Regions from separate parts of the Mus musculus genome. Here regions 2 and 3 are each linked to region 1. Evidence: chromatin contacts called from public Hi-C and HiChIP or PLAC-seq data. All regions are on one chromosome and are shown on one strand. The core of a region is the stretch at or near the end of the contact, and the rest is flanking DNA. Distances in the headings are between cores, read along the strand shown.

What was found. Hi-C and Micro-C count contacts between places; a contact is called where the count stands out from the background. HiChIP or PLAC-seq counts read pairs in DNA pulled down with a chosen protein or histone mark.
Region 2: an H3K27ac HiChIP or PLAC-seq map of heart atrium shows a contact between it and region 1, with 4 times the contacts expected there. The contact joins the enhancer-like site here to the promoter of Tmem108 in region 1. A contact is called at or near these places in 4 of 39 promoter capture datasets (hippocampal neurons, liver, macrophages and 1 more), 2 of 15 datasets of contacts at CTCF or cohesin (large pre-B cells and pro-B cells), 35 of 484 Hi-C or Micro-C datasets (the 63-12 cell line, B cells, the HL-1 cell line and 17 more), 7 of 115 datasets of contacts at active chromatin or transcription factors (embryonic stem cells, extraembryonic endoderm stem cells, heart atrium and 1 more) and 3 of 9 other capture datasets (adipose tissue, liver and pancreatic islet).
Region 3: a Hi-C map of cerebellar granule neurons shows a contact between it and region 1, with 1.7 times the contacts expected there. The contact joins the enhancer-like site here to the promoter of Tmem108 in region 1. A contact is called at or near these places in 1 of 39 promoter capture datasets (hippocampal neurons), 6 of 484 Hi-C or Micro-C datasets (the G1E-ER4 cell line, brain, cerebellar granule neurons and 3 more), 1 of 115 datasets of contacts at active chromatin or transcription factors (forebrain) and 1 of 9 other capture datasets (liver).

The regions. Positions count from the first base shown.
Region 1 is chr9:103,760,479-103,763,253 of GRCm38.p6, reverse strand. Tmem108 (transmembrane protein 108) reads left to right here and starts at 1,417. Exons shown (of 6, transcript NM_178638.4): 1 at 1,417-1,499.
Region 2 is chr9:103,688,342-103,691,283 of GRCm38.p6, reverse strand. All of the region lies in intron 2 of Tmem108 (transmembrane protein 108), which reads left to right. Among named protein-coding and RNA genes, the nearest start is that of Gm46129, 31 kb to the left of the region's middle. Within about 2 kb of position 1,478, at least 6 of the 459 cell types and tissues checked have an H3K27ac peak or open chromatin away from gene starts, as enhancers often do. A contact at or near this core is called in heart atrium, where this site is marked.
Region 3 is chr9:103,866,614-103,869,313 of GRCm38.p6, reverse strand. No RefSeq gene overlaps it. Among named protein-coding and RNA genes, the nearest start is that of Gm32797, 77 kb to the left of the region's middle. Within about 2 kb of position 1,278, at least 9 of the 459 cell types and tissues checked have an H3K27ac peak or open chromatin away from gene starts, as enhancers often do. A contact at or near this core is called in cerebellar granule neurons and cerebellum, where this site is marked.

The sequences.
Region 1 (2,775 bases), core at 168-2,667:
GCTGGTAGAAGGAGGATTTAGAAAGCTTAATATTGAAGGCTCTTGAGAGTTGGGCATGGTACAGCATGCCCAGCATCCCAGCACTTGGAACACTGAGAGAGGGTCATAAATTCCAGGCCAGCCTCAACTACATAGGGAGACAGTGTGTGTATGTATGTGTGTGTGTCTCTGTGTGTGTGTATGTGTGTGTATGTGCTCTTGAACTATCCTGAAACATTGTTGAATAATAAACTTGGCAATACTGGACAGCAAACCTGTTAGTTGTCTAGTCTAAAAAATGTCCATCTCAAGTTTGAGGATGCAGAGGCATTGGTTATCTGACTTAGCAACAAAGGATTATTTAGATAACTTTAAAAACCCTCAAGGGAAACTACGTTTCAAGCTCTGCATTTTATACCTAAATTGTCCAAAGCGTTAGTTACTTACATCTCCATCCTTTTAGAACAGTGGTTCTCAACCTTCCTCATGCTGCGACCCTTTAACATGGTTCCTCATATTGTGGTGACCCCCCCCCCCACCATAAAATTGTTTTCCTACTTTATAACTGTAATTTTGCTACTGATATGAGTTATAACATAAAAATATATGTAGCCATGGTCCTTAACGGGGTCGCGACAGATAGGCTAAGGACTGCTATTTTAAAACATTGTTTTAAAATTCAAACGTAAAGTCTTATTACAGGCTGTTGAGATTCTACAAGGCTGGAACCACTTGGATGGTTTCTCTCGTATCTGGTCAAGTCTCGCATAGTGATACTGAGCCACACGTGTGAGCACTTTAGCACGGAGTGTTCTCATTTGTCTCTACTCAGTCTGTTCCACATACACATAAAGTTGGCCCAGGTATACTCCATACCCTTTCCTCAGCTGCTGTTCAAACTCTAGGTCTCATCACTTCACCACACGTCTGAATGCTCTTCAACACTGAAGGGCAAGAAAGGTCGTGAAACTTACAAATAAACGGGGCAGGGGCTAGCCACATCATTTTTTGACAGTGCTCCTTAAAGCATGGCCTTGGACCAAGAGAAGGTTCATCACTACTTGGGGACTTGTAAGAAATGCAGATTCTCGAGCTTACACCCCAGACTTTAACTAGACTCCCAGGTGATTCTTATTTAAGCTAGGATCTAAGAAATAACTAGATGTAGGAATTGGCCAACTGGACGCCACTCATCCGCGGAAATAAGGGACTCAGCCCTTTGTGCCCGCCTCGCACCCGCTCTACTAGGTAGCAACCGAACCCCCGGGGACATCGGAGCCAGGCGCTTGCCGAGGGCAATTTGGTGATTGGCTTGTGAGGCCACGTGACCAGCGCTGGGCTGTCCACGCGACACGATTGGTTCTCGCGGACGCTGACGGACAGGGCCGGGGCGGGCCAGAGCCCGGTCGGAGGGGCGCCCGCGGGGGCCGGAGGGGCGAAGGCGCGAGTGCGCGTGCGCGAGCGCGAGCGGCGGGGCTTTCTCCGGAGCCGTCGGAGGGAGCCGGAGCGCTTCTCCCGAGGTGAGCGGAGTGGGGCGGTCCCTCTGATGCCGGGTCCCAGGGAGCGGCGGGGGATGGCTCTGGGTTCGCCTGCCCCGGGAGCCCTGCACTAGGGAGGATGCAGCCCAAGCATTCGCTAGTCTCCGAGCCTTGGTTTCCCTTTTCCCACCCTCTGATACATCTCGCCATCCTCCCCGCGGTCACCGCGGCTGTGCCCGAAGAGGCTTGCCCACCTGGTCGCCTCGCCTCGGCCTTTGTTTCCCGCCCCGGAGGGATGCTGCCACCGGTCCCCTCCCCAGGGGAAGGGCTCCTGAGGCGCTGCGAGGGCGCCACGGGCGCTGGACTGGGTCTGGGCAGAAGGTGGCTTCCATGCAGTGGGACCTGTCGCATAGGAGAACGAAAGGGTCGGGGAGAGGGTAGTGTCACTTTGGTTCGAGCCCTTGAGACCCGAACTAATCCGGTGACTGCGAGAGAAGCGGAATTCATAGCGCAGCTGATGATTCTTCTGCCTCGATGCGGGAGCGAGCATCGTGGGGGAACCGAGCCTGTGCTGCCTGGAAAAGGGTGCCCTGGGGAAGGCTACCCTGTCTGTCCGCTGGACCTCGAGCCTGCCCTCACCCCAGACTTCACCGAAATACAATGCTCGGAACCTACGGAGAGAATCCAGAGATGCGTTACAAACCTTAAATATTTTTCCCTTTAAAACAATTAGATAGAGCAGGTCACAAAAACCGGTTTCCAGAGACAGTGTAACTGGTGACTGGGAAATAGTGAGGGAATTTGCCTGCAGTGAACTGCAGACCAGACAGTGCACTGAGAGGCTTCTTCAAGAAGATAGAAGACGCGGGGTGGGGGTGGGTTCTGTGACTTTCTAGGTCTATTCAAGAGGGTACTTAGTTTCAGTCTGTCAGGAGGGCAAGCAACAGAGGGAGAGGGGAGGTAGGGTCTAAGATGCACTTTGTAAATCTTTGCTAAAGTGTATGGGTTTTTTTTATTATTTATTTAAAGACCATTTGACTGCCAAAGAGATGGGGTGTGGGGGGAGGAAATCTCCCTAGAATCCTTTAGAAGAGGGAGGGTGTGTCCAAGAGTTTAAAATGGTGCTTAAAAGGCAGGTTCTTGGGGAGTGTCCCCAAACACAGTAGCAATGACATGCGAGGCGTCTAAAAGACGTGAAACTTGAAAGATCCCATGAGTTTTCCGCGGGTTAACTAATCTGATGCACCTGGCTTTGTAAAAACTGGTTCAGCCAATTGCCAGAGTTTCCGTGTCACCCATTCAGAACTTAAGGTGACTC
Region 2 (2,942 bases), core at 229-2,728, 72 kb after region 1:
TTTCTGTGGTGGGGAACAACAATGTCTTTGCAACTTCAGAATTACTAAGAGCAGGCAGGATGATACCAATCCACAAATCAGAGGCACGTTTGTAGACTGACTGCCAAACTTGTATTTACTGAGAGAGCATCGTCCAATAAGAACGCCTCCCCTTGAACTCTTCAGATAACGTAGACTTGTATGACTCTGACAAAGATGCCAGAACACAGTGGTTCTAACCTTTTAAACAATGGCTTTCTTATCTAAAGCCCCTGAAATCTCGAGCAGTGCTGGTGAATAAAAACCTAACAAGAGCCTTAAATATGAACCCCAAAGAGCCCATTTCTAAACTTAAATTTAGCTTCAAACGGGACTCAACTTAACATGGAACTGGACTCTGGTATCACACACAGGAGCAGCTGAGTCCAGTCAAGAGAAACGTTCTCCCTTCATCCACACCCCCACTGCTCAGACCTGGAGACCCATCCCGGGTGTCTACTAGAGGGAGAATCCTGCTTTCTAAGTGTGGATCTCTGGAGTTTACACTTTGGGGAGGAAATTCCCATCAAGTTGTGTTAGAACAGGCCTGTCACAGCTATCTGCCTAGTGGCCCCAACTCTCTCCACCCTTGTTCCCAAATACACCCTCATTGTCTTCACTACAGATAAAAGCGTGCCAACCCCCTGTTGCCTCCCCCTCTCTGGGGAGAGCTTCCTCCTTTCCGTTACCTCAGTGTGCTTCAAGGGTCAGTGACCCCCTTAACTTTCTCACTGATTCAGTTCCTACATCTGGTGTTCATTTTTTTTTCTCCCATGAGTGCAACAGTCAAACATTCAAATCCCAGTTTGGTCCCTGATCACAGCCTGTCTTTCACAGTCAATGTGTTGATTTAGGTAGGTATAACCATTGAATACAAATGGTTGCCTCCTCTGCCCCTTGCCTTGGGTTTGTATATTTTAGGCCTTCAGACCTTGCTTTGAACATAGTCAGTCTGTGATCAGACTATCTGAACCTTAAAGGACATCGTTGATCCCTAGACAGGAGGAGTTACAACGTGCTTGCTTCTTGTGGATGGGTAAGTACTGACTTACCCCGCAGCCCTGACAGAATTTTTGACGAGCAGTTTTGCTTGGCTCCCACCCATTTGTCATAGAATATAATATCGACCCTGTTCATCAGTAGGTTATAGAAGACAGAAGCCTGTCATTTCCTGTTCGGTGATGGCCACTTGCCAGGGACAACATCCATCAGAGTGTTAATAAAACTCGTCTTCTTTGTCTTAGAATGTTTCGAAGTGAAAAGTCTCTGACAGAGCTTCTCCAGTCTAGAGAGCAAAGGCCTTGGCCTAGGGTGGGCTCTTGTCCAAGATAATAACCAGTCCTCCCTTGGGAAGGAAGCAAGCTTGGAAATTAAGCGATAAGTCTGGGATGTGTTATCCATTTTAAGTTAACCAGAATAGGAATGCATGTTGCACTTGATTCTCATTACCATCCGAAGGCCAAGCTGCAGGATACAGGATACGTGTCAGAGATAGCCTGGAGACCTTAGAAGCCAGTCCCAACTCCACCCACCACAAGAGTCAGGCGTGACAGCAGGAAAGTTATAGAATTGCTTCAGGCCTGTTTCTTAACAGTTAAATAAGGGCCGGGTGACCCTGGGGTCTTATGGTCATGTTAACTGAAGGCTGGCAAAGTCCAGAATGAGTTTGAATGGAAGAACAGTATTCAGATGGTTCTCTGTTCTCTCCATACAACATTTATTATGCTGTCAATCAGTCAAATTTTTAAAACCTACAGGTTTCCTGAGACCTTTCTCTTCCTTAAGCAGTCAGTAACTCAGCACCAGCCCTATATTTCTCCAGCATAAAGGCTTCCAGTAGCCTCCAAAGGAAAACAAGGTAGTTCTCTCCTGATTTTAAGATCCATGATAGATAGCAAGCCAAGTTTAGTGGTTCATGTCACGAGAGGCTGAGGCAGGAGGATTACCATGAGTTCCGTGTCAGCTAGGACGACGGGCTGAGAACCTGTCCCAAGGAAGAATGAAAGAGCCAGAGGGTGGGGAGGGGTGCTGAGTGGGACGAGGCTGTGGCCTGTAGAAACTCTGCTGCTGTGGTTGTTACGGCTGGAGTGGGGAGGGGCTCCAGCGGCCCCGCTCCTAGCTGAGGAGGTTTTGGTATTGCTTCGAGAGGGAGGGTAGATTTTCTTTAGGAGTTTGGCCACTGGGATGGAGTTCAGACCAGGTTTCCAGGCTCCTTCCTGCCCCACCCTACATCAGTGTGCAATCGGAGAGCTCTAAGTGAACTCAGAGGGAAAATAAATAATAAATAAATATAAAAGGTCACTAGGTTGGGAGAGGGATATAATAGGAGTCCCAGAAGTGAGTTGGAGAAGAAGATGGGGGCCAACTTCATAAGGTGTACTGTATACATGGCTGAAATTTCCGAAGGATAAAAATTAAAAACATAAACAAGTTATATGATAGTAAAGGAGAAAGTTATTAGCTCAAATCAGCTTAACTAAAATTAACAAAGCAAGAGGGGGTTCTGTAGCTGTTCTTGTGGAACTTTCCAGTGTAGACTGGAGCTTTCTCCTTCAGGGCCTCTGGAGTGTCACCCAGAAGGAGGGGTGTGGCTTCCCTGCAGTGGCTTCTTTTATCTGAAATAAACCTTGGGTCTTCATGCTGCTTCTAGTGCAAAACTTGGCCAGGACTCTAAGGAAAGGAAACATGTTGATTGCATGTTATGTGCCAGGCACATAGATATTTTTTATGCAGTGGCCCATTTAATTCTGTAGCCACCCTGTAAGATAAATAGCTGTTATTTCCATCTTAAAGATGAGTCAAAACGCTGAGCGCTTTGCCTAGGGTCACACAGTAAATGGATCAGGATTTCTATTTATGTGTAAAGTCTGGTTACTTTCTGCTAGCACACAGTAGCAGATGACAGTGTAGAGCCCAGTGGCTGT
Region 3 (2,700 bases), core at 29-2,528, 110 kb before region 1:
AGAGCTTTTGGTGTCTCTCTGCTGCTCAGGTGCATGTCCAATGATCTCTTTATAATTTATTTACAAAATGTAAGTTCAGGGCTGGAGAGGTGGCTCAGCAGGTAAGAGGGTGTACTATCTTTGCAGAGGACCCAGGCTCAGCTCCCATTAGCAACACTGTAATGGCTCACAATCACTTGTAACTCAAAACTCTAGGGCATCCTCTGGCTTCTACAGATATCTACAGTCATCTGCATATACCCACACACACATTTACATAATGAAAAATGAGGTAAATCTTTTAAAGATGTTTTCAGGGGTCAAATTGTCAAGAGATCCAAGATGGCTTTAGTAGTGAGAAGCATAGGTCCCACTAAAGTGCCGAGCCTTCTGCTACTATGAAAGTGCTCCACAAAGACCGATCTAATCCAAAAGTCCAGGAGTAACGGAGTTGACGGGACAGAGACTTGCCACTGTTGCGTATTAGTGACAAATTCTTAACATGGCATGAAGTTGACTTGATTTGGGAGGTAAGAGAAAAATATAACAACTAAACTGGTGTCATGTTATCCTTGCTAGGGTGAAATTTATAAGAAATGAATCATAGGGACTACTTAAGGGTCTAAGAATTTAGAAAATACTAAGAGCTGCTTTCTTTCCCAGTCATCTATGGAGCCTTGGACAGACTTCTGATTGTTGCTTCCATAATGTCTTCTTTCTGTGTAGCTCCAACAAAATAACACAAGATAAAGATTCCATAGACAGAATACACACCCCCTCATACACACACTAATGCACATGCATTTACATATGTAAACACACACACCACAATATGCGTTCATACACTCGCACCTGCACACACCAAGCACACACATGCACGCACACACGCACACACATACAAACATGCACACATACACATACCACTTACAAACATCACACACATGCACCCACCCACAACACATACAAGTATGTACACATACATACATAACACACACATACAAGTACACATTAGTGCGCGTGCACACAATATGTCATGGTTTCATTCAGACCCTTCAACCTTGGAAGATTTCTCAAGGCAATAAAGGTTGATTGGTTGTCCTGAATAGCTTGAGTGCTCACAGGGGCATTTTTGAAGAAGAAAACATCACCCAGGCTAGCTAGAAAAAGAAAAGAAAAAAGAAGAAAACGTTTGTAATTCTACATTCCACAAGAAATACATCAGTGCAGGGAACTACATTTAGGACAGCAGCCTCAGCGCCTGATTGCCTGAAATGGCAGGTGGCGAAAGGCAGCTACGAATGCCCAGACGAATTTTTTTCTATTATTCTGCAGTGTAAGCCAACTGAATGGGGCCCAAATTTTACACAGCTGAAACTGAGCTCTGGCTGTCCAGGCAGCTTAATTGGAGTGGGCCAAACACTTTGCATCAGCTCTCTGAATTCCCAGAAATGAACATATTCAAGGAAATAAAACCTTTGTGCACAAACCCAAACCCTCAGCCCTATCACACAAATGGGACGCCTATAGGCTTTGATGGGGTCTTTGTGAAGTAATATGGAAGTTAAGAATTAAACATGCGTGTTTTACTGTTTTATAGGCCCCCAAACCTGATTAATTGGTAAAGCGTTGGCTGATGGTGCCATGTTGCTATTCATCTGTTCTATGATGCTTACATTTCGGGTTGCCAACTGGAAAGAAGCAATTTCCAAGAAGAGAATGTTTGCTCCAAGGTATAATGGGTTTATCATAAGGGAGAGAATTGCAGGAGAAATTGAAGGCAATAGGGGGCTCAAGGCTTGGAAAGGCAGCCAAGGAAGGGAGCCAGAAGCAGAGTGAGTGTTGCATAAATATTCATGCATTATGGCAGGCTAATAATAACAATTGCTGAAATATTTCTTAGACATTACCTTACATAGGGTGAAATTAAGATAGATTTCAGTTAAGTTGATATTCCCTTCAAATGGCCTATTTTTTTTAGGGCGTGCATACATATATGTGGTAAAGCCAGTAATTTGATTACCGAAAGTAACTGAGATGCAAGCTCTCAAGTCTCGCCTTCCCCGGTGTGATCCATGAATAACACGAGTTGTGAATCACGCCTAAGGCTCCTACAATGGCCGCACCAAGTAATAACATGTCAACTGTAACTTGGGTTTTTATGGCAGATTTTTATAGCAAAGAGTAAGATAATCGGATTTATCAAATTGACAGTGACATCATCGACTGCGTTACTTGAAATGCAAATGTTGCCACTGTAACTCATGTGCATCTTGCTCAGGGTTCTTTGGTCTTGCTATTAGAAGCACTGTTCATCTGTATTATTTGTTCTGGTTTAGTTAAATCTGAAGGATGATGACAGTGTCCAGCCTAAAAATAGTCTCAGTTGAAAGGATGTTATACGACCAGGCCAAACTGGGGTTTTCATAAGGTCTAGTTCATGCTTAAATGGTTTGTTAATTGTAAGTATGTATAACTTATATATGTGAGGGGAGAGGGAGAAGAAAAAGGAAGGTGAGGAGAGATGAGAAAAAGGAAAATGGCATTAAGACCAGTCATGTCTGGTTGTTGCAACCAAAGTCATCTCAGAGACTGTGTGGTGCCATCTTCCCTTGTTGGATCCATTGTCATAAGGGACAGCAAAGGGGAGTCGACCGTGTGAGTCTATAAGATTAGGAAGCACTTGAAATACTTATGACAATTCATCAGCCATCACCTGATAAC